7 separate regions of the Mus musculus genome follow, and regions 1, 2, 3, 4, 5 and 6 are each linked to region 7. Evidence: chromatin contacts called from public promoter capture Hi-C data. All regions are on one chromosome and are shown on one strand. The core of a region is the stretch at or near the end of the contact, and the rest is flanking DNA. Distances in the headings are between cores, read along the strand shown. Region 1 has its middle 28 kb from the start of Mmgt2. Region 2 overlaps Lrrc75a (leucine rich repeat containing 75A). Region 3 holds the start of 2410006H16Rik (RIKEN cDNA 2410006H16 gene). Region 4 holds the start of Zfp287 (zinc finger protein 287). Region 5 overlaps Map2k3 (mitogen-activated protein kinase kinase 3). Region 6 holds the start of Lrrc75a (leucine rich repeat containing 75A). Region 7 holds the start of Akap10 (A kinase (PRKA) anchor protein 10).

Region 1 (3,696 bases), core at 1,152-3,651, 750 kb before region 7:
CCAATACATTCTGCAGTATTAAAAGGTTGGACATCTAACCTACTAATGGGATCAGAAATTGATCAGTATTGGGAGATTGTAAAAACTACTGGAGCCAGCACACCATGGATTAAAAACTTTGAAAATGACCCCAAATAAATCATTTCTGTTTTAAATTCTAAAAGTTATTTGTTGTGACAATAAAAATACTAACATGCTATATAATATGGCTTCACAATTCCACTTCTGAGTATATACCCAGGAGTTTGAAAGCAGACACTCAAGCAGATACCTACACATCCATGTCACATCATTATTAACTACAGTCATAATAGGAAACATTAGTGGATGCATGGATAAACAAAATGTAACATATACACAGGATGGAATATTATTCAGCTGTGTAAAAGAAAGCCATTCTGATCCCTGAGCTTTAACGACATCATGCTAAATGAAATGAGTTAGTCACAGAAAGATGAATAAGGTACACCGAGGAGTCAAGTCTCAGAAACAGAAATAAAAGTGACTGCCAGAGGCTAGGGAAGAGCAGGGAATTACGGTTTGAAGGGCGGGGTTTCAGTAGGTAATGTAGTTTAGGTCTGAAGTGTCCCCAAAGGCTCATGTCTTAAAGGCTTGGTATCAGTGTGAAGTGTCCTTAGGAGGTGGTGGAGCCTGTGAAAGGTAGAGCCAAGTGGGAGGAAATTAGGTCACTTGAGATATGTCCTTGAAGAGGATGTTGGGAGGCCACCCATTCCCTCCTTCCTGCCCAGATGCTCTGCCTCACTTCTGTGAAATGCTTTTCTCTAACCATAACAGTTTTGCCATCTTCAGCAGAGTAGCCATGGCTGCTCACAGGGCACCCTCCAGATCAGGCTTGCTACCTTCTCTCAAAAAAAAACAAGGGGAGAGGAGGGTCATCAGACTCCCATCCAAGATTGTCGCCGCTCCCAGCTGCACCTGCTCCCGGCTGTGCCAGTCTTAGGACGTGTTAGTGTACACAGAGAGTGGAGGGTTAACTGAAGGGGAGTCTGAGTATGTAACTGTGGGAGTCATTATCCATGATGGGACAGGATGTTTCTGTAATATGGCTAACCCACACTCCTCTGAGTAACTCTTCACCCTTGGTTCTACACGCCAAATAAACTCACTGATTCACCAAGGCAGACCTGAACAGACACATCTCTTTGATTGGTCATTGGTGCTTTGTCTGGGGTCAAAAACAAAAACAAAAACAAAAACATTTGTTTATGTCTCCCTGGGGGAAGTTCCTGCAACACTTACCGCAGGCCCAGAAGCAGCAGAGAGAGAGCTGAGCACCTCTGAAACTACGTGACCCATAGGTCTTCCCTCCCAAGCTACACAGAACACAGGAAGCGTCTTCAGAGTGAGTCTTTTTTTTTTTTTTTTTTTTTTTTGGTTGGTTGTTTTGTCTTGTTTTTTGTTCCCAGGCAGGGTTTCCCTGTGTAGCCCTGGCTGCCCTGGAACTGACTCTGTAGGCCAGGCTGGCCTGCAGCTCACAGAGATCCACCTGCCTCTGCCTCCTGAGTGCTGGGATTAAAGGTGTGTATCCCCACCACCTGGCTCCAGAGTGAGTCTTGCAGCCACCTTGTCTATGATGTCACAAGCTAGCAAGAACCCATTCTTTGTGAATGCAGTTGTCCCCCTCATCTGAGAGGGCTATCTTCCAAGACCCACAGTGGGTGTTCAAAACAGAAGATAGATAGTAGCAAACCTTATGTACACTCTGCTTTTTCTACACACACTCCGCATACCATTTACTTTAACATACTAGACCCAGGAAGAGATTACCAACAACAGTAAGATAGACTATGGCAAAATTGCCAGCATCCCTAGTGTTGCACTTTGAAGACATTATTGAGTAAAATATAGGCAACTTGAACACCAGCGTGTGAGACCATGGCAGTCATACCGACAACAGGGATGGCTATTAGCACATGTACACAGAGACACTGGACCAATGGGCGGTTCTTGTCCTGAGTGGGATAGAGCGGGACAGAGCCAAATTCATCATAATATCAGAATAAGGCACAATCAGACAATGTTCATGTCTAGAATCTTCCATTTAAGGCTTCGTCCTAAGTGAAGAGAAAAGCCTGCTCTGTGAAGCCAGCCAGCCTCTGAGGGCATTTACAGCTGGTGACATAGCTGGAGGATGGTGACACTCTTCTTGCAGACGCCAAAAGTCATGCAGCTTTCTCTGCAACGTTGATTAGGTAGCTGAAGTGAGCGAGCGAGGGAGGGCATGCTGCCTAGGATTAGGCCTCAGCGCAGAGTGGCATTCCATTTGCTGCTTTCCTCTTTCCCCCCCTGAAAACACTCTTTTCTCTTAGGTGTCCTGCCTGCCGGGTCTGTTCATAATCCTCTTATCCATCCACCAGATGGCAGGAGAGGGATGCTAAACAAATCCTCCGCCCTCCAGGCACTGCACAGTCCACAGGCAGTCACAACACCAAAGCGCCCTAACTTCCTGTTTAACGGTGCTTTCGGACTGTGAGGAGAGAGTGGCTGAAGTGGCTCAGATCCAGTTGGGGGCTCCGATACGGCGGATGCCTCAGGGTTATTTCCTGAGGTACAATTACAGCAACACCAATGTGAAGGGCAAAGGAGAGAGGGATCTTGGGAAGGGAGAAAGCGGGGCTGAGCAGAAGCTCTGGACCGAGCTTTGCAAACCACTGTGGCAGAGGTGACAGTCCCCCTTCACAAGCTTCATGACCCCACCTTGTTGATCTGCCTCCTCAAGACTACTGGGCATGTAGGCATGGTGGTGCACATCTGTGGTCCCAGCACTCACAAGGCAGAAGCAGAAGGATCTGGAGTACAGGGCCATCCTCAGCTACATAGCAAGTTCGAAGCTAGCCTGGGCTACATAAAAGATGATCGTGATGATAATGATACAACTAATAGGTAGGAGAGGCTAGCCCCAACAAGGACGCCTGTGGCATGCTACAAAGGCTCCCCAACCTTTTTACTGGGCCCCCTGGGGACATTTGAAAGCAGACATACCAGAAAACAGCAAGCACACAGACAGAGCTTGAGTTGTGTGAAATGCGGGAAGATGCGGGTGTGGATACGGCACTGTTGTGGTGAATCCTAAGAATGCGTTACCTCTTCTCCCTGGTGTGTGGGGATTTTGCAAAGCATTTTCCCATGTGTGCCAACAGCGTCACCAAGGCCAGGCACGATGAGCAGACTGAACCAAAGTTCCCAGATTCCATTCTCTCAGAAGATGCTGGTGCACAGGTGACTGCCCGCCCCCTCCGCGCCACCCTGAATCACCAGATGCACAATACTTTCCCTTGAGGGCCTGATCTTCTACCCCGCAGGACCTCCCTGAGTTCTGGCAACCTGACTCTTCCCTGTCTGTTATTCTCATGGCCTCTTGCTGTATCCATTACGCTGGTTATTAAGCTTTGCAGATTTGACTCTTTGGGTCTTCCAACATCTGCGCAAACAATTCTTTATATTAAATATTCAGTTTTGAGAGGGGTGGGGGTGGGGCGAGGCACAGCTCCGTAGCTGGTTAAAGCTGGGATGAAATCAGCAGATGCTGGCTCCTGCCTCGAAGCTATTCACTTACTACCGATGAGGGCTTTAGAAAAGATACCGATAAAATTTCCCCCAGTTCCCCTCTGTCCCTGTCAAACTCCCTGCTCCATCATTTACCAGCAGTGTGACCGTAGGAATGTGGTTTGACCC
Region 2 (3,720 bases), core at 953-3,452, 690 kb before region 7:
GTAACCTAGATCTGAAACCCCCAGTTATAGTAAAGAAGGCTGCCAAAGAGGTGCACGAGCCCAGACAAATGTTGACATTAACTATTTTTGTCACAGACGGGAATGAATTCATTCTCTCCAGCACAGGTTGTTACAGAGTGGGTCACTGCCTTTTCTACACATATTCATGCTGTGAAGTGCAGTGTCACAACACAGCATGAGACCTTCACCAAGGAGCCCAGCCTGCAGTGAACTTCCCAATCTCTAGACTTAAGAGCTAAATATAAACCTCTTTGTAAATCACACAGACTCAGGTATTGTGTTATAGCAGCAACAACAACAAAAAGACAGTAACCTGTGTCCCTGTCCCCATGGTGCGAGCTCTCTCTAGTGGAAAGTCTAGGGCTCTGTCCCTTGGGTTGGTAATGTTTTTTTCTTCCAGACACCAGCTGTGGGCATGAATTTCCCTTGAACCCCCAGTACCACCACATAATCTGTGCCCACATAGACCGGGCACTTCATTGGAGGGTTGGGCGCAGTAGTAATAGGCAAAGCTAGCTGTATGTCCAGAGAAGTTTTTCAGGGTTCAGAGCCACAGAATTTCCTGGGACTCCCTACTTCCTTCCTCTTAGTCTCTTCCTCCCGGAATAACACATTTTTCTGTTGCATCAGTTCCTGAATGGTTTGGGTAGCCCTCAGATTTATTGAGGGCTGCAAAGAGGTTTCCCTTGTGGAGATCCTATCTAATGCTAGTTATAGTATTAGAAATTAAAACAAAGGGACTTAAGGGGCCAGAGAGGTGGCTCTGTGGATAAGAGCACTTGTTGCTCTTGCAGAGGACCTAGGTTCTGTTCCCATCATGCACATGGCAGTTCACAACCATCTGTAACTCCAGTTCCTGGGAATGCAGTGCCCTCTTCTGACTTCCCTGGTACCAGGCACACACACAGGGCACGTGCATTGAAGCAAGCACTCATTCACATAAAATAAAAATAAGTAAATGTTGGGGGCAGGGTGTGTTTTGATTTTTGTTTCTGTATCCCTGGCTGTCCTGGACCTCACTCAGTAGACTGGGTGCCAGGATAAAAGGTGTGAGCCACCATGCCTGGCTAAGTAAATCTTTTCTTCCTTTCTTTTTTTAAGGAGGAGGGTCTCTAAAGGGCTTACCTATATTAACTTAAAATTAGTAACAATAGGGAGAAGGCAACATTGTGGAAAGATCTATAATTACAGTAGATAACAAAGGAGAAGGAAGTTCAGAATACAGAGAGACAGGAAGCAGGTGTGATTGCCCAGTGCCTGAGAGGGGAGACATGGGATTGGGGTCATGGTCACAAAGTTTCTTGGTAATGAAAATCTTCTAAAATGTATCATGGTGGTTGTACAAAGCTTCACTTTAGGATTGGCTTTGTTGTTGTTGTTTTGGTTTTGGTTTGTGTGTGTGTGTGTGCTGAGGGTTGAACCCAACGCCTCACAGATGCAGAGTATTAGGGAGGCCAGAGGAGGGCCCTGGATTCCTTGGCTACTCTGCCCTGAGCTATATACCTCAGCCCCAGAGTGTGTCCTATGGATGAATAAATTGTGTGGATTATATCTCAACAAAGCTGGGTGGGGTTGTGTGTGTGTGTGTGTAACTTTAAATTTTTTATAATAAATTTGCATAAGAGAAAAATAGATTTTTATGAAAGTAACTGAATTTTCCAAAGGGAATAAAGACATAAGAAGAGAGGCTGTTTCCCGTTGTGAACGGCTGCTACCCTGCTTTCCCCCAACAGCCGGTTTCCAGGCCTGCTGCAGCTGCCTTCAAGCTGTCACAGCAGGTTGTTTGGGACAGGGATCTATACAGAGCCCAATATGACGCAAGTTATGTCCCTGGAAGAGGCCCTTGAAGAGCCTCATTTTTCCAAAGGGCCTCAGGCTCCTCCCCTGGTCTTTAGACCTTGGAATGTGCTGTTCGGCCTTCCAGAATGGATGTATACTTGCCCTTTGGAAGCCATAGCCTTGGCTCTAAGCCCATCATTGCTTGTCCCATTGCAAAATGTCTCCAAACCTGCTTATCTGAGCTAGTGTCATATGGGGCTCGCCTCCTTGAGATGCCCTGTGTGCCTGTCACCTTTAGGCACTGCAGGAAGCAGTTAGCGGCTTGGGGCTAGCCCAGCTACACCCTCCTAAGGGAGCTCCCATCAGCAGTGACTCAGTGCTGTTTGAGAGACTCACCCAGACTGTCTGATGAGCAGCCATCTGTGCGCATGGTTCCTAGAGATATGCTGTTCTCTAGTGAGGACACAGTGAAGAAGAGGAGAGCCTCCTGAGTGCCTCCCTGTTGCAAGGCAACAGCCCCTCCAAGGCCAGCCACATCTGGATTTGATTTTTCCAGTTCCCTCACACAACACTGGTACCTTCATGCCTACAGTCAGGGGAGCTGGCTTCCCCAGGGCCATGGCAAAAGTTGCAGCCATCTGGGGATACCCTGAGGAGCTAATTAGCTCTCCTCCCTCACATCCAGTTTATGGACTGTGATACAAAAGTCCCCAGTGAACTGACTTAGAGGAAGAGACACAGAAAAGATACCCAGGTACCGTGATATGCCCTTGTAACACAAGTGTGCTTGGACCCAGGCCAGGCCGGAAATTGAACAAGCAGTAAAATAGCAGCCTTTGCCCAGCCCCGGGCTGGTGTTTCCTACTGTAGCCTTTGGACCTTTGGGAGGCCCACCCCAGCTAAAAATTCTTCAGGAAGGTGATACCCTGTGACTCAGTTACCCAACTTCTCCCCTCCTGGAGGGGGCATCTTTCTTCCACCCTTTCCAACTCTGGGATGCCAGTGAGACACCGTAGAGACAGCCATTGTCTGCCATGGGGCTCCTGAGTTGAAGGGTAAAGGAGACAGCTAAGGATAGCCCTGGAGAGATGCAGTCTGCACCCAGTCTGACCTGCCCAGTCTCCAGTGGTCTTTCTTGGTCTTTCTAAGAATATGATGGCCCCACATGGCTTGGCATATGGGGGCTTGTAGACATGGGACCCAGTGTGGCAAGACAGAGGACAAGAAGCCTACCCACCTTCTCGGTGGTTTTCAACTCTTCTTTGGCAGCACTTTGATTTTTTTATTTGTTTGAGACCAAGAGCTGCTCTGCCCCCATCCCGTCCCCAGTAACACCTGCCTACCCCAGGACCTTAGAACACAGTTTAATAACTTGTAGTTGATCTGCCATTTCACAATCAGGAAAAAACACATCCCAAGGAGAGGGTCCCTCACCCACAGACCTACAGTAAGCCAAGGGGATTACAGAGTTCTGAGAGCATCGCCCCCAAGGACAGATGTACTCAGGAGAGGGGCAGAGCCTAGCATTAAGTCAACAGCCAAAGGGGAGCAAGCAGAACAGATGAAAAAGAAAACCCTTAGCTGGCCATGGCCTGTACTCCCAGTGGTTGGGAAGCTAAGTTAGGAGGGTTGCAAGTTCGAGGCCAGCCTGGGCTGCACAGTAAAGGGGAAGGGAAAGGAAAAGAAAGAAGGGAGCCTTGAATGCTAGGCCCCTTTGACCACATGGCCTTCTGATGCCCTTGGAATTGAGGCCTTCCCAGCTTCCAGTCAGGGTGAGGCCTGTCTTCCTCATTCTTAACACACCCTCCTGACCACAGGGCCAACCTGGAGTTCCTATGCCAAGGACCCGATTCCTGTGTTTTCTGAAGTTACTGGCTTTCAGTACATTTTCAGATGGGTCTGTGGGCCAAAGGAGTTGCA
Region 3 (3,979 bases), core at 1,180-3,679, 670 kb before region 7:
ACCAGCACAACTTTTTCTACCAGGTCCTCCCATAATCTAGTCCCTGTATTGGCTTTTCAAAAACTCACCTCTAGAACCAGTCCTACTTAGCAAAGAGGGAAAACTGGGTGTTCCTAACACCCTTAAACACTCCTAGTCCCCAACTCAAGCCCAAGAGAACTGTTCTGAATTAAGTGGTCAAAGTCTGAACTCATGGGGTTATGGGGAAGAACAGCCTTACAGGCCAGGTAAGCAAACAAGATGGCGTCTTTGCATGGCACTGCAGCCAAGAACAGGGATTGAGTGTGGGTGCCTTAAATGCTTTGGAATCTTTGCCCAAGTCCAGCTGTGCAAACAGCTGAGACTGCCCAGAAGTTTACAGTGCTGAAGCTGGACTGCCTAACACCTGACACTCTACTCTAATACATGTTTTCAAGGACCAATACGGACTGTGCTTTATTAGAGTGCTTTGATGGTTAGCTGTACACACAACTTAATTCATCCAAAACACTGGCAATCTGGTTTATAAACAAATGTTTATTTTTAAAAGGCATAGAAGATCCTGTGGTACAGACAGGATTACCAAATGTGCCCACCCAGAACAAAATTGGCAGACATGTCACTTAGGATATTTGCTTTCAGGCCGGCTGGAGACTCCTCTGGGAATATAGCCTGCAAAAGAGCTGAATTTCAGAATCACTCCTGCCTGGATCAATGGCATTTAGAACATTTAATGATATCTTCAGAAAACCATAGGCTCACCACTACCAATCTGCCGGTAATTCCAGCTATTTTAGGTGATATCATCATTTGATATCTCTCAGAGTAATAACAGATAGTCACTGTACAGACCAACTCACCTCTGCTGCTGCCAGCACAGATCTGCAGTCCTGCGTCCGTTCTGAGAACTTGAAAGGGGACACCCTAAAATGGATTGCAGAAAACAGGACATTATATATAACAGCCTTGCAAAATCAATGGCTGCCCTCCCACCCTGGCTTTTCTCTTTTGGATTTCTTTGTAGCCCTGGCTCACTACTGTAGACGAGGCTGGCCTGAACTCTGCCTGCCTCTTCTCAAGAAAGCTACAGTTCTTAACACATCCTAGACCTAAAAGGGAAGTATTTTTCAAATTACTAAAATACATTTACAACTAGCCAAACCAGCCCAACTGGGTTCAATTGTAAGACCACATTAACTGAAAATTTTAAGACCCAAGTTAATGGACTAGAAGGTCTAAGTTCTTAGAAGACCAGGTTTGACTGCCAGCACTAATTGTGGCTCACAACCACCTAAGTCCGGTGCCATTTTTTTCTAGCATCAAGACAGCAAACACACACAAAAATGGCTCTATAGGGGGCTGGAGATGGCTCTGTGGTTAAGAGCACCGACTGCTCTTCGGAAGGTCCGGAGTTCAAATCCCAGCAACCACATGGTGGCTCACAACCATCCGTAATGAGATCTGATGCCCTCTTCTGGTGCATCTGAAAACAGCTACAGCGTACTTAGATATGATAAATCTTAAAAAAAAAATGGCTCTACAGTAAGAGCTGTGCACTGTTGCCTTACTTAACCACCCCCATCAGCTACAACCAGTATTGAGTACAGGCAAAACTGATGCTCATACATGAACACTCTAGCTCAAATCAAAACGGTCTAAAATCCCAAGCTGAAAGCTTACCTCATGGGAGGCCACAGCTGTTGGCAATCTTCCACTCTTAAATCCCCAACCTAGAAGTACAGCAGTTGTTAAAAGTCCAGCCCAAGTTAAACCTAAACCCCAGCCACCGGTGTGGGCTTGACTGCAGTCAGCCAGGAGCAGTTATCGTCAGTTATCGACTCTGACGGCACTTCCTACTTAGTCATCTCATCACAGCAGTCAAGCTTTCTGCTGTCCTCCAACTAGTAGTTCCAGCCACTAAATGGAGACACGTCTTAAATTTATGTATGTGCCCACATGGGCCAGGGTATGTTGGGAGTCCCTGGAGCGAAAGCTACACAGCCTCTTGTCTATGAACCCCACCTGATACTCCAGAAACCCTTACCTCATGGTGGGATGATACTGCTCCTATTCCACGTTGTCAACGTCCCGTCTGAAAGGTTAGAAGAGTAAGAGTCATGAGGGGCAATTAGAACACTTGTGTTCAGCACTGGGTCGCCGAGGCTTAAACGACTGCAGTCAGCTAACTAGGGATGTCGTCAGTTGTCGCATCGGACGGCACTTCCTTTTTTTTCTAGTTTCATCATCATTGCAGCCGACACCCCGCCCACGCGCGGCGCCCCGCGATGCAGACCTCGACTTACCAGGCTCCCCTAGATCTGTGCAGCGCACAAGGCGGAGCTGAGAGGCTGGGCCCGGGCTCAGCATCGCTCCAGACCGTCACCAGCAGGCCACGGCGAAGGGACCAGCTCAACGAGCGAGAAGAGCACGATCCCATGATGGCCGCAGAGAAAGACGGCGCGTGAGCGCCCTCCTCTTAAGGGCTAGGAATAGACCACTCCTCACCCCAGGGAGGTGAGGGCGGCAAAGGCTCACGGGAACTTCCAGCGGCCCGCCTCGCGACCCAGGCCTCCCCCGTTCTGTTGAGCGAGTGGTCTCCCCCGCCCCGGGGGATTCTGGGTAGCGAAGAGCGCGCGAGCTCCAGCGCGCCTGCGTGTTGGGTTAAGCGCGGACTCGACATCCTTTCCGCGGTTTTCCGTCCTCGTTGTCTTCCCTGACTTATTAGTCCTTTGTGAACGTGTGTAGTGTGTGAAATGTGTAGTCAGACCTGACAGTGCAGGCCTGTAATCGTAATCGATTAGGAACCCGACGCAAGAATTCGAGTCCAGCCTGGGCAATTTAATGAGCCCCTGTCTCTATTTTAAATTTAAAAAAAAAAAAAAAAAAGCGGGCCTATATAATCTAACTGGGTGGTGGAGAGCCTGGCTCATCTACGCTAACACACACGAAACCGCGTTCAAAGACAAACGCTGTTACAAAAGTGTAATGATTGGGGCCGTTCTGCACCCCATTATTTTTACAACATATCCACGGAGTCTCTCAAGGCCCTATGCAGACGGCCCTCATCACATTCCTTAGAGAACTGTAGAATCAAGAAGAGCTCTTGATCCATTTCCATTGCCCCCTGCTCTTTCCACTTCTGACTGGAGAGACTTGCATCGGGCATAGGTAATAGAAAACTGCTAATGCTATGCCTTCAGTATATGAGTATGTTTGATTTTCTCAAGGGTTGGGGATGCAGTGTTTCCCTAGCAAACATGAAGTTCTGAGCTCCATCCCCAGCACCTCATAAACTGGACATTGTGACAAACTCCCAAGCTCTGGGTATGTGGAGGCAGCAGAATCAGAAGTTCAAGGTCATCTTCAGCTATGAGGTCAGCCTGGGATATGTGAACCTGAAGACTAGAGTAGGGTTCTTGTGAGTTCAAGACCAGCCTGGCCTACGGAATGAAATCCTGTCTCAAAACACCTCAGTGCAAAATCTGTTGAGCTAGTATATATGATATGCTGGGTTCTACCCAGCAACACACACATAAGTGCTTGCATGCACTTCTTATGCAAATAGGCTGAGGAGGCAACTCATTTTGACAGAACTAGACAGGTGGTCATGAGACTGCAATCTTGGTGGTCTGAGGAATAAACAGAATTTTGATGGAGGGAGGGAAGTCCAGGCCAAAACATTCTTAAAGGGAATAAGATAATTTCCCTTGGAGCCAAATATGCTTGACCATGGCCAGGAACACAAGATTCATGGGTCCCCAAATACCATGTTCTATATTGGAAGTGTCTTGGGTTTTTGTTTGCTTGGTTGGTTGGTTGGTTTTGGTTTGGTGCCGTTTTCGAGACAGGTGCTGTTTTCTGTGTAGCACTGGCGGTCCTGGAACTTGCTCTGTAGACTAGGCTGATCTTGAACCTGGAGATCTGCCTGCCTCTGCCTCTCGAGTGCTGGGATTACAGGCATGTGCCACCACCATTGCCTAACTTGTTACAGAACAAGGAA
Region 4 (3,879 bases), core at 371-2,870, 800 kb before region 7:
ACTACTTTGAGATTCTATCTCACTCCAGTCAGAATAGCTATTGGAAGAAAACAAACGTCAACAAATGCTTTTAAGGTTGCAGAGAAAGAGGCTACCTTATCCATGGTTGGTGAGCATGTAATGTGCTTCAGGCACTATGGAAATCAATGCAGAGGCTTATCAAATAAAAATAAAAATAAAAAATAAGGCAGGTGGATTACTGAGTTCGAGGCCAGCCTGGTTTACAGAGTGAGTTCCAAGACAGCCAGGGCTACACAGAGAAACCCTGTCTCAAAAATAAAAAAATAAATCTTCCATATGACCTGACTATACCACTCCTAGGCACACACCTAAAGGCATCTGCACTTTACTGTGCATGTGCTTGTACATCTGTGTTTGTTGTTACTCCTTTCACAAGCACAAGGAACATGAGTCAGCTTAATGTCCATCAACATTAATTACTGCCCTGATCTTGACTTCTTTTCTCCTACTACTGACTGGTTGGTATTTCACACTTATTTTCAAAGCTGTACATAATAATGTTATTTATTTTTCTTAGAATTTACTTAATTGTGTGTGTGTGTGTGTTGTGTATGCGTATCACAGGAGACTGTGGAAGTCAAAAGTGGCATCAGAGCCGCTGGAACTGGAGTTACAGACTTTGAGTCATCACGTGGGTGCTGGGAACTGAAACCAGAGTCTTTGTATGAATCATAAGCACTCATAACCACTAATCCATTTCTTCATCCTTTTCCTCCTCTCATTATGTAGCCCATGCTAGCCTTGAATGGTTGTGTAGACTAGGCTGGCCTCAAACTTCACAGAGATCCACCTCTCTCCTACTTTTGTGTTTGGTTTTGGTGGCCCAGTGAATCTAACCTGGTTTTTTTGTTTTGTTTTTTTGTTTGTTTGTTTGTTTTGTGAACATAAGCAGGGAAAGAAATCAGTATTTTGAGGAGGGAGGGAGCCCACACAGAAATGCTAAAAAAATTAAAAAACTCAGTGAGTGGAACAGAAAAACAATAGAAACATCACCAATGGACTCAGCCAGGCAGAAGAAAGACTATCAAGGATGGGAGACGAGGTTGACTACTGTACCTAAATTCAAGAAGGACTTTTTAAAATGAGTATTATGATGTCCAAGAAGTTCAGGATGCCATCAAAAAACAAACCAAAGAATCCACAGAACAGAAGGAGCTAAGAGAAATGCTGAAGACAGAGAATTTGTCTGTTAGTTGAATCTGGAGGTCTCAGTGTCGGATTCTAGAGGTGACAATCAGAGCCATTAGGAATTATGCACTACAGTCCATCTAGAAAGAGCACTGTGGGGTTTCCTCCCTACAAGCCACATACTTGATGCCTGTCTATTTCTGCGTTGTAAGAATCCGGCTTTACTCTCCAAATGGTTTCCCAGGTACTGCTATTGCAGCCCTGACATCCAAGTCATCTGCCAGGCCTGTCTCTGCCCAGGTAAACTTTAAAGTTCCGGTCGAAACCTTGTAGCTAACAGGCAAGTCACGGTGATGGGTGGAGGAGGTTGCCATAGAGACAGGTCCAGGGCCTGGGGCTCGGGATGGGAAGGCTCGGGTTCGGCTTCCCATTGGCTCTACGGACGAGCAGCGTTCTCCACTAGCACATGCGCAGTGGCGCCGAGGCGAGGTCGCTGCGAAGCCCGGGAGCTAGGGGTTCCGGCCGGGGCCTCTGGGGACCCGGCTGGAATGAGCGTGTACTGACGGCTCCCGGCTCCTCCCAGGGAGAGAAGCGGTGAAGCTGAGCCCCTGATGCAGCTCTGAGTCGAGCCTGCCACGGAGGCTCCCGCCACGCCGCCGCCATTGTTGCCCGGGCTGCGCCGACGGGGCCCGAGTGACAGGTACTGATGTCCGAGCGCGAATGTCCACGGGGAGGCCGGCCCGGGGCAGGCTGGGAAGGGGAGGCGGCTGGAGGCAAGGCGGGCGCATCTCCTCAGGGCATGCATGACTATGGATGAGCTAGGCTGGGAGTTGGAGCCCCAAACAAGTACGTGTGGGTTCTTCTCCGTGTCAGGATACTTGTGAGGTTGGCTTTGAGAGAGGTGGATAGTGCTTTCGGTTTACACTTGAGGAAGCTCCTGAGACGGCCTCCAATCACAGCCTAACAGGCTTGTCTTCTCTGCTCCGGGAATAGAGCAAACTATGCAAGGCAGATAAATAGATCGCCTTGGCCCCGCCCCTATGAGATTGTTTGGAAACCTCCAGTTTGTCCCAGTAATCACAAATTTGCTCTGTTGCTGAGAACATCCGGAATATTAGTGACTTGGATATTGAAACATTTCTTTCTGCAAGGTGATAAGTTTTCAACAAGTTAGAAATTAACCATTCTGCTCATGGTTCCTTAAATTATTGCTTCTAACACCACCATCAATAAACACACATCGTGTGTGTGTGTGTCTAGGATGAATGTATTCTAAATTCAAGGATAGAGGAAAAGAAGACCAGGGTAAATTCTGTGTGTTTATCCTGCACTCTGAGGAGTCTGCTTCTGTGTGTATGAGGGGTAGCAGAGAACACCAAAAATGCTTGAGCTGATGGGCCATTCTTGTGCTGGATAGTTTTATGTCACCTTGACACAGCTATGGTCATCTTATAGAGGAAATGCCTCTATAAGACTGAGAGCTACTTCCTGCCTCCAGGTTCCTGCCCTGTTTGAGTTCCTGCCCTGACTTCCTTTGATGATGAACAGTGATGTGGAAGCACGAGCTAAATAAACCCTTTCCTCCCCAGATTGATTTTTAGTCAAGGTGTTTCATCACAGCAGTAGTAACCCTAACTGGGACAAAAATTGGAACCAGAAGTAGGGTATTGCTGTCACAGTCCTGGCCATGTTGTTATGGGAAGATCGTAGAAGGACATTAGAACTTTAGGCTAGAAAAGTCGTTGAGTGTTGGAAGCTCAGTGAGCTATTCTGTAGGAGCTAGGAAGAGAAGGATGTTAAGAGCAGGAGAGAAACGCAAACTTGGCCTTTTGTGTGAAGAATCTTTGGTGTCTGGTCATCTGGAACTGAATAGTCAGCTGTGACTAAAAAGAAACCAGTGTCACTGAGGTGAATAAGAAATTGCCCAAGAAGCTATATTTCAGAGGGAGACAAGATTATACCTCATTCTGGCTGCCAAGCTTAGTGAGTAAGAGTCACTCAGATGGTACTGGTTTTGATGGCATAAAAGAGTCACAGCGAGCATCTGAGGCTTAGCACTGTGTGGCAGGGCTGGGATCCCTGAAGAAGTCCCAGAAGAGGTTGTCTTACTAAGATTTCTATTGCTGAGATGAAACACCACAACCAAAAAGTAGTTGTGGAGGAAAGAGTTTATTTGGCTTACACACTTCCATGTTGCTGTTCATGATAAAAGGAAGTCAGGACATGAATTCAAACAGAGCAGCAACCCGGAGTCAGGAGCTGATGCAGAGGCCTTGAGAGGTGCTGCTTACTGGCTTGCTTCTCATGGCTTTTTCAGCCTACTTTTTTTCTCTAGAACCCAAGATGACCAGCCCAGGGATGGATCACTTACAATGAACTGGGCCCTCCACCATCAATCACCAATTAAGAAATTGCCCTATACGATCTTATAAAGGCATTTTCTCAATAGAGGTTCCCTCCTTTGAGATAAATCTAGTTTGTGTGTCAAGTTAATATAAGACTAGCCAGCACAGAAGGTATTGGTGAAAATACAGTCCAGTTTCATCAAGAGACCCCAGCATTTTGGAAATCCAGTACCGTGGAGTGATCACTAAGGACATCAGCAGCAGTGGTATGAATCCAGCTGGAGCCTAAAGGACAAGCTGTGTGTTCTGCAGAGATTGGAGCCAGAGAAGTGACCCAGGCCTTCTGGAGGAGCCCAGAAGATTGTGAATGGATTCCATTGGACAT
Region 5 (3,844 bases), core at 972-3,471, 990 kb after region 7:
TGACCAAAACCAAGGCTGTTCACACAGCCACACAGGTTGGAGCAGCAAGAGAAACACCCACCCACATAGACTCTGAACTGTCCTAAACCAGCACCTCATCAAGCCACACACAGAACTTTCCTTCCACTCCACAAAGTCCCACCACAAATGAAACCAAAACCAAGAGAGAAGAGGCACGGTGGTCCTAGACATCAGACTCCAGCTCCTTCCTCTTCTCATCCCAGGGATATCCTGTAGTTGACAGTGTGGAACAGCCTGGGCCTCTGTAGGACAGGGGGATAAACACACTTTGGGCACACCAAAGTTCAATTTTATTTATCTGTATATTTTAAGGCAGTGTCACGTTAGACCTCATTGTATAGTATACAGCTGAGGATGACATTGAATTTTTCATTTTGAGACAGAGTCTCACGATGGCCTCTTCCTGCTAAGTGCAGAGATTAAAGGTATGCGCCACCACAGCTATTGAACCACGACATTGAACTTCTGCTCCTCTTGCCTCCACCAACTGATTGCTAATAAGCTCAACTTGAAAAACTGGCGCTATAACTCAACTGGTAGAATGCTTACCTAGTGTGCATGAGGCCCTGACTTGAATCCTCAGAGATCCTGAGCTTGATCCTCAACAGCACATAAAACCATGGGGTGGGGCACATTTGTAATTAGGTCTCAAAAAGAAAAGGAGAGAGAGGAGGAGGAGGAGGAGGAGGAGGAGGAGGAAAGACAATAGGGAGCAAAGGGGGAGGGAGGAAGTTGGAGGGAAGGGAAAGCAGGAGCAGGCTTCACTATGGGCCCATACATGCAAGGAGGGCCCCGTTGAGCTGATCACAGAGAGCATCCAGAGAAGCAGCCAAGGCAGCCCTGGACTCCAGCTCAGCGGAGGCACTACTACCATAACCCTGCAGGCAGGGCTAAGAAGTAGGGAGGGCTAGAAAGCCACTGACCCTGCCAAGGCCAGGTATCACTAGGCCTGTAGTACGTGCCCCAGTGAGATAGGGCAAGCTGCCATTGTCTCTGCTCTTTACCTGCAATGGGGGAAGAAAAATCTATAGGGGCTGCTGGGCACACAGGCCTGACAGATATGGGCAACATGGACAAACAACCAAGGGGAGGTGTGAGAGAATGCACACCTGAGTCCTGCTGCCCACTCACTCCCTCCCTCACTCCCCAGGCTAGCACCAGGTCTGACATGGATGAAATTCTCCCACCTGAGAAACTAGCCCAGGAGGTTGTACCCTGAGGCCGGCCTTGCACCTCCTGAGCTTCCCTCACCTATGCTTTCAAGGCGGCCACTGGTCAACAAGGCTGAGTGACAGGGACAGATCTACAGAAAGGACAGACTAACTCAGTTCTCTACTCCCCTTCCTGATTGTCTCAGGCAGTTCAGGAGCAATGGTAGCTTACGGCTTAGGAAGCAGAGGAGAAAAAGAGCCGAGAGCTCGGGGTTCTCAACCTGTGGGTCAAGATCCCTTTGGGGATCAAACAACCTTTTCACAAGGGTCGGCTAAGACCATTGGAAACCACAAATATTTACACTACAACTCATAATAGTAGCAAAACTGCAGTTATGAAATAACAATGCAAATGATTGTATGGCAGGGGTCACCACAACATAAGGAACTATAGTAAAGGGTCGTAGCATTAGGAAGGTTGCCCTAGAGCTTGGCAAACTCTGGCTTCCTGACCAAAGAAGCCTCGTGTCACAAACCCTATGAATACATCATCAGAAGCCATGTATTCACCTCCCAATGAGAAGCAGCCAGAGTCCCAACAATTAAATAATGACAGATGCCGTTTGTTTGGGAAACTCTATCTCCCATCTTTACTACCACCCTGCAGGGGAGAGGTACTTCCTCCCACTGCCCAGAAGCGGACTGAGAGTCAAAGAGGATATGCCATTTGCCCTGATGAGGAAGTAAGAGTCAGGTTGGGATCCTAGGCCCATTATAACATAGCTGCAATGCTGCTGGATAATGCCATCTGCATCCATACAGGCAAGGCTCCTGTACTTCCTGGGAAGGGGGGGAGAGGAGCACTCCGGCTTCTTCTCTGAAAGATGTCCCCTACTCACTGGACTAAAACCTAATCAAAGTATCAAGAATGTACTGGATACAATGTGTTCAATGTTACATTGCAAAATGGGCAGAGTAGGGATCTGACCGAGGCAGTTCAAGCTGGCTGTCCCTGCAAGGCCACTGCTCCTGGCTCTTACTAGACCTTGCTCCCTGGGCCAGGGACCGTCAACAACAGCTGCCATCTACTCGTCTGTGGTGAGCAAGAGGAAGCAAGAGTCATTTACCTAACAGAGGAAGTTCCTGGACAGGACAGGAGGATCTGCCCAGAATCCCAGCTCAACTGAAAAGTCCAAAGCAGACCGTCACCTGTGATGTCCAGCCCAGGACCAGGGGCAGCCTACAGGTATGTAACCCCTGCCTGGCATTGCCCCTTTAAGCTATAGGCAGTGACTGGCATGCCTGTGGTGAGTCAGCACCCAGTGTCTGCTGACTCACCCACCGGAAGCCTGGCTGCCTCTCCCCACACAGGCTGACTGGGAACTTTACTGCCTTCAGGCCCTGAGCCACAGGCTGGCTGATAGAGAGTTTCCTGTGCGTCACACCAGGACGGGGGGAAGTCCCCAAGGTGCCACCCTCTAGTCTTTCCAACTCCTGGGACAGGAGGAAAGCTTATAACCATAGCAGACAGGACCAGGACAAGACATTCAGTGCTCCTTAGTCTCACTGGGCTGCCAGAGCCACCAGCCACTGATGAACTCCAATGACAACACCTCCAACAGAGTGTCAAAGGCCATCCCTGACAATATGCACAAGGACAAACAAGACATGCAAACCCAGACCACCCTGACATGTGCCCCTGTACCAGCTGCCCTTGGCCTCAGATGGCAGGCAGTGACCCACTAATGAGCAAGGAGACAGGAGATGTCAACAAAGTTGTGGGACCTACATGCCTTACACATGTGGAGAGAACTTCCTAAGCTTGGGCACAAAGAACTAGGCTGCCAACCGTCCAGTGGGAAGTTCATAGATAAAGTTGCAGTCCCCACCAAAGGTCAGGTGCTACCACTCCCCGCTGTGTTCAAAGTCCTCTGCAAACAGGCTAGCAAGATAGCCCAGCAGGTAAGAGTACTTACTATCAAGTCTAATAATCTAAGGTCCATGCCTGAAACCCACATGGTGGAAGGTTGATCCACAAGACTGAACTGAAAGAACTGATACCCACAAAGTATACTAGTATACTACATGTGGCATGCATATATATATATATATATATATATATATATATATATATATATATATCATGTGTATATTTTTTTTTTTGGTTTTGGCTTTTCAAGACAGGGTTTCTCCGTGTAGCTCTGGCTGTCCTAGAACTCACTCTGTAGACCAGGCTGACCTCAAACTCAGAAATCCGCCTGACTCTGCTGCCTCCCAAGTGCTGGGATTAAAGGCGTGCACCACCACTGCCTGGTTGTGTGTGTAATTTTTAAGTCTCCTGCAAAGGTGAAAAAGAGTTCCTGTCAGGGTCCACATTGGTATGGCCTCGCCAAGGTCTCCACTTTGCACCAGTTGCAGGGTCACACTGAGGGAAGCATCCACTGTAAAGACTGCGTGCATGATAGGTGGTCCTCTGCTTCAGCAGACCTCACGCTCCAGTGAACATGGGGGTGATAGCCAGGGTCCCAGGGTCCCATGGCTCCCCTAAGCACCTCACATGGGAACGGGATGGAAGGAGATCATCATAGAACCTGCTGTAGCTGTGCTCTGCCAACATAGCTGTGCAGCCTCTGTGAATGGTAAGTGTTCCCCAGCCTCTGTTTATGGGCAAA
Region 6 (3,920 bases), core at 544-3,043, 720 kb before region 7:
CTGAGGATGGTCCTGAATGAATAACAAGTGTCATTACATTTTTTTTTTCCAAAAAGTATTCACCGGTCTAAGAGACAGCTCAGTGGGTAAAAATGCTTGCCTTGCAAGCAGGACTGAGTTTGGTATCCATGACTCATTTTTAAAAAGAATTAAGCTCTAAATTAATTTAAAGATTTTAATTTATAATTTTTTTTAATTTTTAAAGAAAAATTGTCACACGCCCCTATAACCCCAGCACTCAGGAGTCAGAGTCAGGTAAATCTGTAAACTCGAGGCCAGCCTAGTCTATGTAAAAGGTTCCAGATTAGCCAGGGATACATAATGTGATCTACCTTAAAAAAAAAAAAAAAAAAAGGACTGGTGAGCTGGCTCAGTGGGGAGGAGCATTGACTGCTCTTCTGAAGGTCCTGAGTTCAAATCCCGGCAACCACATGGTGGCTCACAACCATCCGTAATGAGATCTGATGCCCTCTTTTGGTGTGTCTGAAGACAGCTACAGTGTACTTACATATAATAAATAAATCTTTAAAAAAGAAAAGAAAAAGTCGTGTGGTCGTACTCACCTAACAATCCTAAATTAGTAAGGTGGAAAATAGGTGGATTTGTGGAGTTCATTGGCCAGGCAAACTAGCCTGCTTGGGGAGTTCCACGCCAGGGAGAAACTTTGTTAAACAAAAAAGCACCAGGGTAAACAGACACAGAAATACACACACACAGTCTTCACCTTCCAACTCTTGACATAAATGTTACTGTGTTACTATCCTAACCTTCCAGAAGGAGCCAGGGATCTGGAAGCCCAAGGCTTTTCTGATACGTATCAGCAGCAGGTGGTGGACTCCAGCCCTCTGGCCTAGAGCAATACTAGCGACCTTAAGAAAGAAAAAATAAATAAATAAATACAAATAAAACTGCTGCCCCTCCTACAGCTAAGAACAGGGCACATGGGCCTCCAAAATACCTTATCCAAGCACCATGGGTTCCCAGGGGGTTGGTAGAAGAAACCCGAGAAGAAGGCAACAAGGAATGTCTAACCAGAAGCCACATTTCCGCTTTGAAGTAGTAGCAGGAAGACTTAAAGGTCTCCTCTCAGCAGTGTCGGAGGGAGAAAAGAATGCAGAGTTCACAAAACTAGAGTATCCAGATCTGTGTCCGTGCACCAACTACCATCACCTACCTGAAAGCCACTGGGGCTCCAAGAAACGAGCATCGGAACCACCCAAGATGCTAGCTAAATGCACATTTCCAGGCCCGGAGAAGAGGCTTGCTCAGTGGGCATTGAGCCAGGCCTGAGATACTACGCTTTAAACCAGCACCTCGGACAATCTGAGATACTGATTCTCTGCAGAGCCCACTCTTGAGAATCTAGACTCTGCGGCGAACAGGACCTCCAAGTTCCGAAGTTTCTCTCCCTCGCTCGGCGCCCCGACCTCCTCCCACCACCGTAATCCCTGGGCCTCACCTAGGCGCGCAGTCAGGAAAGCATCGGGGAACTCACTGACCTTTGCCAGGAAGCCGCGGGCCCCAAGAGGCGCAGCACAGTGTCCGGCAGGGGGCGCTGCACCAGGGACAAAGCAGGGCGGGGGCGCCGGGCACCCCTAGCCCAGAGCCGCGCGGCGGGAAGGAGCGGGCGCCGGAGAGGGAGGGAGACACGCGGCGGCGCGGGGGCGGGGCGGCCGGCGGGGCGGGGCGGGGCCGACGGGCTGGCGGCGAGCGCCGGGACGGGCTGGCGGCGAGCGCCGGGAGAGCGCGCCGGGGCAGCGAGGAGGGAGGAGCGAGGGGAGTGCGGGCCGCAGCCGCCCCCGCCCCCGCCCCGCGCCCGCGCCTCCCGCGCGCAACAGTTCCCCCAAAGTTGCGGCCGGGGAGGCGCGAAGCCGGCGGGGGACGCGGCCTTAGCCCGGCGCGCGCAGCCCCAGGCGGGCGGCGGCATGGGCACTCGGCAGACCAAGGGCAGCCTGGCGGAGAGAGCCAGCCCCGGCGCGGCGCCCGGCCCCCGCCGCGAACGACCCGACTTCTGGGCGTCGCTGCTGCTGCGCGCCGGGGACAAGGCGGGGCGCGCGGGCAGTGGGCTACCCCCCTATCACCGGCGCGTCGGCATGGTCCAGGAGCTGCTGCGGATGGTGCGCCAGGGCCGGCGGGAGGAGGCGGGGACGCTGCTGCAGCACCTGCGCCAGGTGAGCGCGGGGAGGGGGCATGGGGGGCGCGGCGGCTCCCGGAGCGCCCCGCCCCTACGAGGGGGGTGACAGGAGAGCGCCGGGAGGCACCGCCCAGGGTCCCCGTTTCGCGGGGATGGAGCGGTGTGTCAGCAGGTGCCTCTGTGTTTCCTGCTGAATTTGGGGCCTCAGGCTAGGGTGAGGAAGGCTGACCTGTCCAGGTAGGTAAAGGGGACCTGTTGGACCATTGTCCCTGCTCCTCTCCTCCACAAGTCCCCAGGGATAGTTGATGAGAGAGGATACAGAGAGGAATGCCTGGTCTGGGCCAGAGTTTTCTTCCTCTCTGCTCACAACCTATCACCCTCTTGCAAGGGTCCCCAGGGAATGCGCAGTTATCTGTTTAAGCCAGCTTCTGAGGTATGTCCCTAGGACCAGTAAGATTTCAGCCCCTAGATCGTTTGCAACCAATATTGTGTCTTGTGGTTTCATCTCCCCTAACTTTGGCTGGTCCTTGCAGTGAGACCCCGGCAGAAGTCTTGGTCAGAATGAAGCTAGGCTTGGTTTCTTGGCCAGCAGGAACTGTACTGTACTCTCTCAGCCTGGTCCTGATTCACTGACTAAGGGGCATACTACACATCTGACCAATAGTCCCCTTCAATAGTCCCCTCTATTGAAGGGCTGGTGCCTCACCCACCTCTCGTTTTTTTGTTTTCCTTTCTCATTTTCTTCCGGGGAAAGTGGTAGCCTGTACTATAGGGTCTTGCTGAGTGGCAGAGGCAGGAGGGTGCATAGGTGCTCGGTGGAACAGTGATCAGATCGGTTTGGTCTGGCTTTGTGTCACGGACTCGCACAGACGTTATATTTTTGTGCAGACCTTATATTCTTGGAGGACCCCTGTAGATAAACAGTGTGCTGAAAATGGGGGAGGGGAAACCTCAGCTGACCTTTGTGAGGTTTTCCCATTACTGATAGAAGAAGCTGTAGGGACAACTTCCTGGGAGGAGCTTCCAGGATCTAATTGGATCCACATCTCCCTGGATTCTGAACCATGGCTTCCCTCACACCCTATAATGTTTCTCTGGAGTTTGTTCCTAAGGTGTGTGCACTGCAAAAGAAAGAGAAGTAGAGACTTGAGGACTTGGGGAGGTGTAAGCCTTCCACCTTTGCCTCTAGTTTTCCTGACAACAGCCACAGTGATTCTCTAGAGGCTGCTGTACCCTCAGATACCTTCTCTGGGTTGAATCATCAAAGAAAGATAGCATTTTACACCATGTAACTTTAGTGGTGTGTATTTCTCTGTCTTTTGAAAATCAAAAGCCAACCTTGTATGGCCTCCATGGTAATTCTGTCACTTTCACATGCAAAAATGGATTTTCCAGACCGTCATTAGCTGTCTGTGCAATAGGCAGTAAGAGGGTTGTACCAATCACATGCAGCTTCCCCAGCCCTGAAGAACACCAAAGCAAGGAAGAAACTGACAAGCCCTTATTGAGGGGTAGGGGAGAAAATTAAGGCAACATTGGCAAGCACCAGTTAGGAGCCCACTGGAGGGAGCCGAGGGTCTCAGGGAGGAGGCTGATGTTAGGGGTATCCAGTAAAATTACACATCGCATTGTGGGACCTGGCCCTCTCCCTTTAGGGTCTTCCGCTTGTGTGTCTTTGGCTCTCTCTCTGGCACCTCTCCAACCACAGGCCCCGGAGGGCTAAAGGGAAGAGGCAGGGTTAATCAGACTTCCCCCTTTTCTGGGGCTCCCTGGCCCTGTGCCTGAT
Region 7 (3,717 bases), core at 606-3,105:
GCCCCTTTCCCAAATTTCCCATGTTATTGTTTTAGGACACAAAACCTTATCTAATGAATAGTTTGGGGCTTGAGATAGCACCCCTCCTCCTTTTCTGACCATGAGCAATAGGGTAGCAGACTACCTGTAACTTTTTTAGAGTTCTGTGACAAGCCTGCACCAGCCACCAGCTAGGGGGCCTATTGCTTTCTTCTTATCTGTAAATGGACTGTAACAATCTATTTCTCACAGAGAATAAAAGCAACTCCAGAATCTCTGGTAGGGGGGGCTCAAAGAATAAACCTCATTGGAAATTGAGTTGAAAAACACTTCCTCAACACTGATTTATGTTTATTTAGCCTGAGAGAATGAGTAAGGATTCTAGAAATCCTAATGGAGCCAGAGCCCTCCCCTCAACCCCATTGACTTTTTGCTCATTTAAGGGATTTTTCTCACTCATTCGTCTGGTGTTCCTCCTGCCCTGATCAGCTAACCAATAGTTAACAAATACAAAACAGTCTCTGCCAAGACTGGAACTCCAGAAGGGAAAGGCAAAGGAATAATGTAAGACACACCACCCATTCTGCCTAAGAACAGAGTAGATACTCTAACTGTGGATCCTTTGCAAGTGTTGTCTGTGCTCCTAATTGCTAAGCCATCGTTCAACGCCTTGTTTTGTTTTTATCTGTTTGAGACACAGTCTCACCTTGGCCTAAAATTCCCTAAGTAAATCAAGCTGACCTGGGACTCAGTGATCCACTGGCTTCTTTCTGCCTTCCAAGTGTGTTAAAGGCTTTCACCACCAGAGCACCTCCCCTGGCTTGCCTTAATATTCTTAGGCAAGGAAAGGTTTTCAAGGGTGGGCAGTGGGTGGGAATAGGGGAGGGGTATGCCCAGAGTGTAATATTCATTTCCAAATCATCTCAGACCTCCACACCATTACCTCACATGGGGCAACCACAGCCCTGCTCTCCTTTTCAGTTCCTGCCCAGCGTGACCTTGAAAGCTGGCCTAGTTTCCTCCATACCAAGAGCAAGTTTAAAGACTGTTACTAACCTGGAGGGTTTAGTATGGTATCTGTGCACGATGTTATAAATAAGTTTAGCTATGATGGTTTTTCATCATTTAGCAAACAGGCTTGGAAACAAAACTAGCAAACTTATTAACCTGCTCTAATAATATGGTTAAGACTCCAGGCTTTACTTAGTTCCTGTTTTAACACACCGAATAATCAGGCAAGTTGCCGCTTCTGCACTTGTTTTTCCTTCTGTCTCAGGTAGACTTTGCTGATCCAACATAAAAATCAGCAACTGTGTGCATCACGAGTTCCTGGTTCGCTTTTGACAGTAGTTGTAGCTATAGTGGCCATCCATCCAGGGCGCTAAAGGTGGGTAAGCTTTAAGAAAGCCAGAAGATTTATAGGAAGGTGGCTTTCGAATAAGAACGGAAGAAATAGCCCTCTGTTGAGGCTCAGGTTGCTGGCTCTTTCTGTTTTGAGCATCTGTAGGGATTTCATCTGAAAATGAGCCTACCACTCTTTTTCTCCTTCCTTCCTGAGGTCACTTTGAGGGAGGGAGCTTCGGGAGCTACATAAGAGCAGCTCCTCGTCCTGCAGGCTCGCCTGCATCCCCCGGGGACCTGGCAGGGTAAAGCTGCCAAGCAGCCTGCGGCATTTAGCAAGATTCCGCGAAAAGGCTGCGCAGCAGTGCTGGCGGGGGCTTCCCGAAGAGGAGGAGGTTCAGCAAAGAGACGCTGTCATCCGAAGCCTCCAGGGGGAAGGGCTCGCGGACTCGAGGACGCCAGGTCACGTGGGCTGAGCGGGCGCGCGCCCCGGCCCCGCGGGAGGAGGTGCGCAGGAGGAGGCGGGGCCGGGGCCTCCCGTGAAGCCCCGCGCGCGGACGGACCGGAACTCTAAGCGGGTGGCTTGTTGATAACATGGCGGCAGCAGCTGCCGGGGCATCCCGAGGTGGCGGCAGCGCCCACACCCGGAAGAAGGGGCTGTTTTCGGACTAGTGCAGCGGCTCCTGCGGCCCCGGAAGTCCCGGCCAGCTGCTGAATGAGGGGAGCCGGGCCCTCCCCGCGACACTCCCCCCGCGCCCTCCGCCCCGACCCGGGCCCCGCCATGTCCTTCTTCCGGCGGAAAGGTAGCCGAGGGGTCGCCGGCGGGGGGTGAGCCGGGTCTCGGGCAGCGGTGGGGCAGCAAACCTGCAAGGGTTTTGTCAGGGCGGCCGCGAGGCTCTCGATGAGCCGCTCGGCCTCGGCGCCGACACCCGCGGTGCAGTGTGCTGCCCGGGACTCCGCAGGGAAGAAGGTGGCCTCCTCAAGCGAGGTCGAGGGGCATTGTCGCTTTGGGCCAAAAGTGTCTGCTTAAACCCATAGAAATTAACACCTGTTGGCTAAAGAAAAGGTTTTCCTGGTGTGTTTGGTTTCTGGAGGTTTGTATGTGTGTGTGATCCACGCGCGCACTGTGGATGAAGATCAAGGAAATCCCTTTACTTATAGGAAGTCTTGACTTTTCCGAATATTGGGGGGGGGGGGTTATACCTAAAACCACGTGCAACTGTTATTTCTTCAACTAGCGCTATTTTCTAGTTTCCTCTTTTGGGGGCGGGGGTGGAGAGCGGAAGGGGGCCCACTGTTATTCCTAAAATAAAATTTCTTACTACTGAAGTTCCGTATTCAGAAGACTACTGCTTTTGATGATTGAGCAACTTTACTAATTATTGAGACCGTTGCTGCTACTATAAACGAACTACTTAGATTTCGGATGTCCAGTTGTAAAAGCTTACTTAGTTTTTAAAGTAGAGGCAAGGTGATTTTGATCCTGGAAAGGGTTATGGTATTTCATTAAATATACATACACAAATTGATCAATCAAATCTCTTTAGGTGGAGGTGGTTGTATCTCTTCATTCTTACTGAGAAGATGTATCAGACAGACTTTTTTTTTTTTAAACATAACACCAAATCAGACTTGTATTCACGTGATAGCTTTTTCATAAACTCTGTAACCCGAAACAGCCGGTTAACCCACTTTTTTTCCAGCTGAGAATCAGATGATTCCTAAAGGCCTCATAGGACTGAGGCTGTCTGTTGATGCTAGGTGAGGGAATGAATGAAACTGGTAAATAATAGGAAGCTTTATCAGTAAAGTGTCTTAATATCTCTGGAGTTGTTAATGTACCTAGGTTGACAGTGTTGTGGTGCTTGTTTTTTAAGGGGGGGAATGCATTCTAAGTATGGGACTAATTCAAGTTGAACAACAGACTTCTGTCTGTTCATTTAACACACACTGTCGAGTGTCCAGTCTGCCAGACACTGTCTTAGGGTGTCATGAAATAGTTATATGGACGTAGTCTCTGTACCTATGAAACTCATTGATGCTGAAGGCAGGCAATAAATAAGGCCAAAAAAAAAAGTGTGTATATACTTACAAATTGAATGATGTGTAATGAAAGACTAATTTATGAAGAAAAACCTATTTTGGTTGGATGTTAGAAGAATTCAGTATGTAACCTTGAAACGTAAAACTAGAGGATCAGTAGTAGAATGTAACTTTAGAGAGGTCAGGAAAGACACTGGAGGTACCAGGAATAAAGAGCTGGTGCCCTTTAGGAAAGGCAAGGTGGCCACTGTGGCTGAGGCATAGAGAAGCAGATAGGCAGACACCACATTATCGAGAGTTTTATTCCAAATGCAGAGAGAATATATTGTAAAGCTTTTGAAGAGAGGTGACCTT

Evidence for each region. Promoter capture Hi-C pulls out the DNA fragments that hold promoters and counts their contacts.
Region 1: a contact with region 7 is called in a promoter capture Hi-C map of the HPC-7 cell line, with 7 times the contacts expected there. The contact joins the enhancer-like site here to the promoter of Akap10 in region 7. A contact is called at or near these places in 14 of 39 promoter capture datasets (the 3T3-L1 cell line, 3T3-L1-derived adipocytes, the C10 cell line and 9 more), 3 of 484 Hi-C or Micro-C datasets (the G1E-ER4 cell line and cortical neurons), 1 of 115 datasets of contacts at active chromatin or transcription factors (large pre-B cells) and 1 of 9 other capture datasets (embryonic stem cells).
Region 2: a contact with region 7 is called in a promoter capture Hi-C map of the HPC-7 cell line, with 7 times the contacts expected there. The contact joins the enhancer-like site here to the promoter of Akap10 in region 7. A contact is called at or near these places in 14 of 39 promoter capture datasets (the 3T3-L1 cell line, the C10 cell line, the HPC-7 cell line and 8 more) and 1 of 115 datasets of contacts at active chromatin or transcription factors (astrocytes).
Region 3: a contact with region 7 is called in a promoter capture Hi-C map of pre-B cells, with 2.9 times the contacts expected there. The contact joins the promoter of 2410006H16Rik here to the promoter of Akap10 in region 7. A contact is called at or near these places in 13 of 39 promoter capture datasets (3T3-L1-derived adipocytes, the C10 cell line, the HPC-7 cell line and 8 more), 3 of 484 Hi-C or Micro-C datasets (CD4 T cells, the N1E-115 cell line and pre-B cells) and 9 of 115 datasets of contacts at active chromatin or transcription factors (the SCID.adh cell line, astrocytes, embryonic stem cells and 6 more).
Region 4: a contact with region 7 is called in a promoter capture Hi-C map of embryonic stem cells, with 3 times the contacts expected there. The contact joins the promoter of Zfp287 here to the promoter of Akap10 in region 7. A contact is called at or near these places in 3 of 39 promoter capture datasets (embryonic stem cells and pre-B cells) and 1 of 9 other capture datasets (embryonic stem cells).
Region 5: a contact with region 7 is called in a promoter capture Hi-C map of liver, with 2.9 times the contacts expected there. The contact joins the enhancer-like site here to the promoter of Akap10 in region 7. A contact is called at or near these places in 3 of 39 promoter capture datasets (liver and pre-B cells).
Region 6: a promoter capture Hi-C map of pre-B cells shows a contact between it and region 7. The contact joins the promoter of Lrrc75a here to the promoter of Akap10 in region 7. A contact is called at or near these places in 11 of 39 promoter capture datasets (the C10 cell line, the HPC-7 cell line, cranial neural crest and 6 more), 1 of 484 Hi-C or Micro-C datasets (embryonic stem cells), 1 of 115 datasets of contacts at active chromatin or transcription factors (astrocytes) and 1 of 9 other capture datasets (adipose tissue).

What each region holds. Positions count from the first base shown.
Region 1 is chr11:62,674,651-62,678,346 of GRCm38.p6, reverse strand. No RefSeq gene overlaps it. Among named protein-coding and RNA genes, the nearest start is that of Mmgt2, 28 kb to the right of the region's middle. Within about 2 kb of position 2,401, at least 90 of the 459 cell types and tissues checked have an H3K27ac peak or open chromatin away from gene starts, as enhancers often do. A contact at or near this core is called in the G1E-ER4 cell line, the HPC-7 cell line and cortical neurons, where this site is marked.
Region 2 is chr11:62,623,298-62,627,017 of GRCm38.p6, reverse strand. The region is part of intron 1 of Lrrc75a (leucine rich repeat containing 75A); the gene reads left to right. Among named protein-coding and RNA genes, the nearest start is that of Lrrc75aos1, 9.6 kb to the left of the region's middle. Within about 2 kb of position 2,202, at least 140 of the 459 cell types and tissues checked have an H3K27ac peak or open chromatin away from gene starts, as enhancers often do. A contact at or near this core is called in the HPC-7 cell line and hippocampal neurons, where this site is marked.
Region 3 is chr11:62,601,327-62,605,305 of GRCm38.p6, reverse strand. It overlaps 2410006H16Rik (RIKEN cDNA 2410006H16 gene), which reads right to left and starts at 2,429. Exons shown (of 5, transcript NR_030738.1): 1 at 2,283-2,429; 2 at 2,024-2,071; 3 at 1,660-1,709; 4 at 840-903; 5 at 500-651. It overlaps Snord49b (small nucleolar RNA, C/D box 49B), which reads right to left and starts at 2,220; the gene lies at 2,158-2,220. It overlaps Snord49a (small nucleolar RNA, C/D box 49A), which reads right to left and starts at 1,846; the gene lies at 1,785-1,846. It overlaps Lrrc75a (leucine rich repeat containing 75A), which reads left to right. Exons shown (of 4, transcript NM_198861.1): 4 at 1-422. It also overlaps Snord65.
Region 4 is chr11:62,729,637-62,733,515 of GRCm38.p6, reverse strand. Zfp287 (zinc finger protein 287) reads left to right here and starts at 1,620. Exons shown (of 6, transcript NM_133208.3): 1 at 1,620-1,849.
Region 5 is chr11:60,934,203-60,938,046 of GRCm38.p6, reverse strand. All of the region lies in intron 1 of Map2k3 (mitogen-activated protein kinase kinase 3), which reads right to left. Among named protein-coding and RNA genes, the nearest start is that of Map2k3, 4.1 kb to the right of the region's middle. Within about 2 kb of position 2,221, at least 261 of the 459 cell types and tissues checked have an H3K27ac peak or open chromatin away from gene starts, as enhancers often do. A contact at or near this core is called in liver and pre-B cells, where this site is marked.
Region 6 is chr11:62,646,396-62,650,315 of GRCm38.p6, reverse strand. Lrrc75a (leucine rich repeat containing 75A) reads left to right here and starts at 1,793. Exons shown (of 4, transcript NM_198861.1): 1 at 1,793-2,171. The coding sequence starts at 1,926. Mmgt2 (membrane magnesium transporter 2) reads right to left here and starts at 1,652. Exons shown (of 2, transcript NM_175002.2): 1 at 1,460-1,652.
Region 7 is chr11:61,928,395-61,932,111 of GRCm38.p6, reverse strand. It overlaps Akap10 (A kinase (PRKA) anchor protein 10), which reads left to right and starts at 1,855. Exons shown (of 15, transcript NM_019921.3): 1 at 1,855-2,123. The coding sequence starts at 2,036.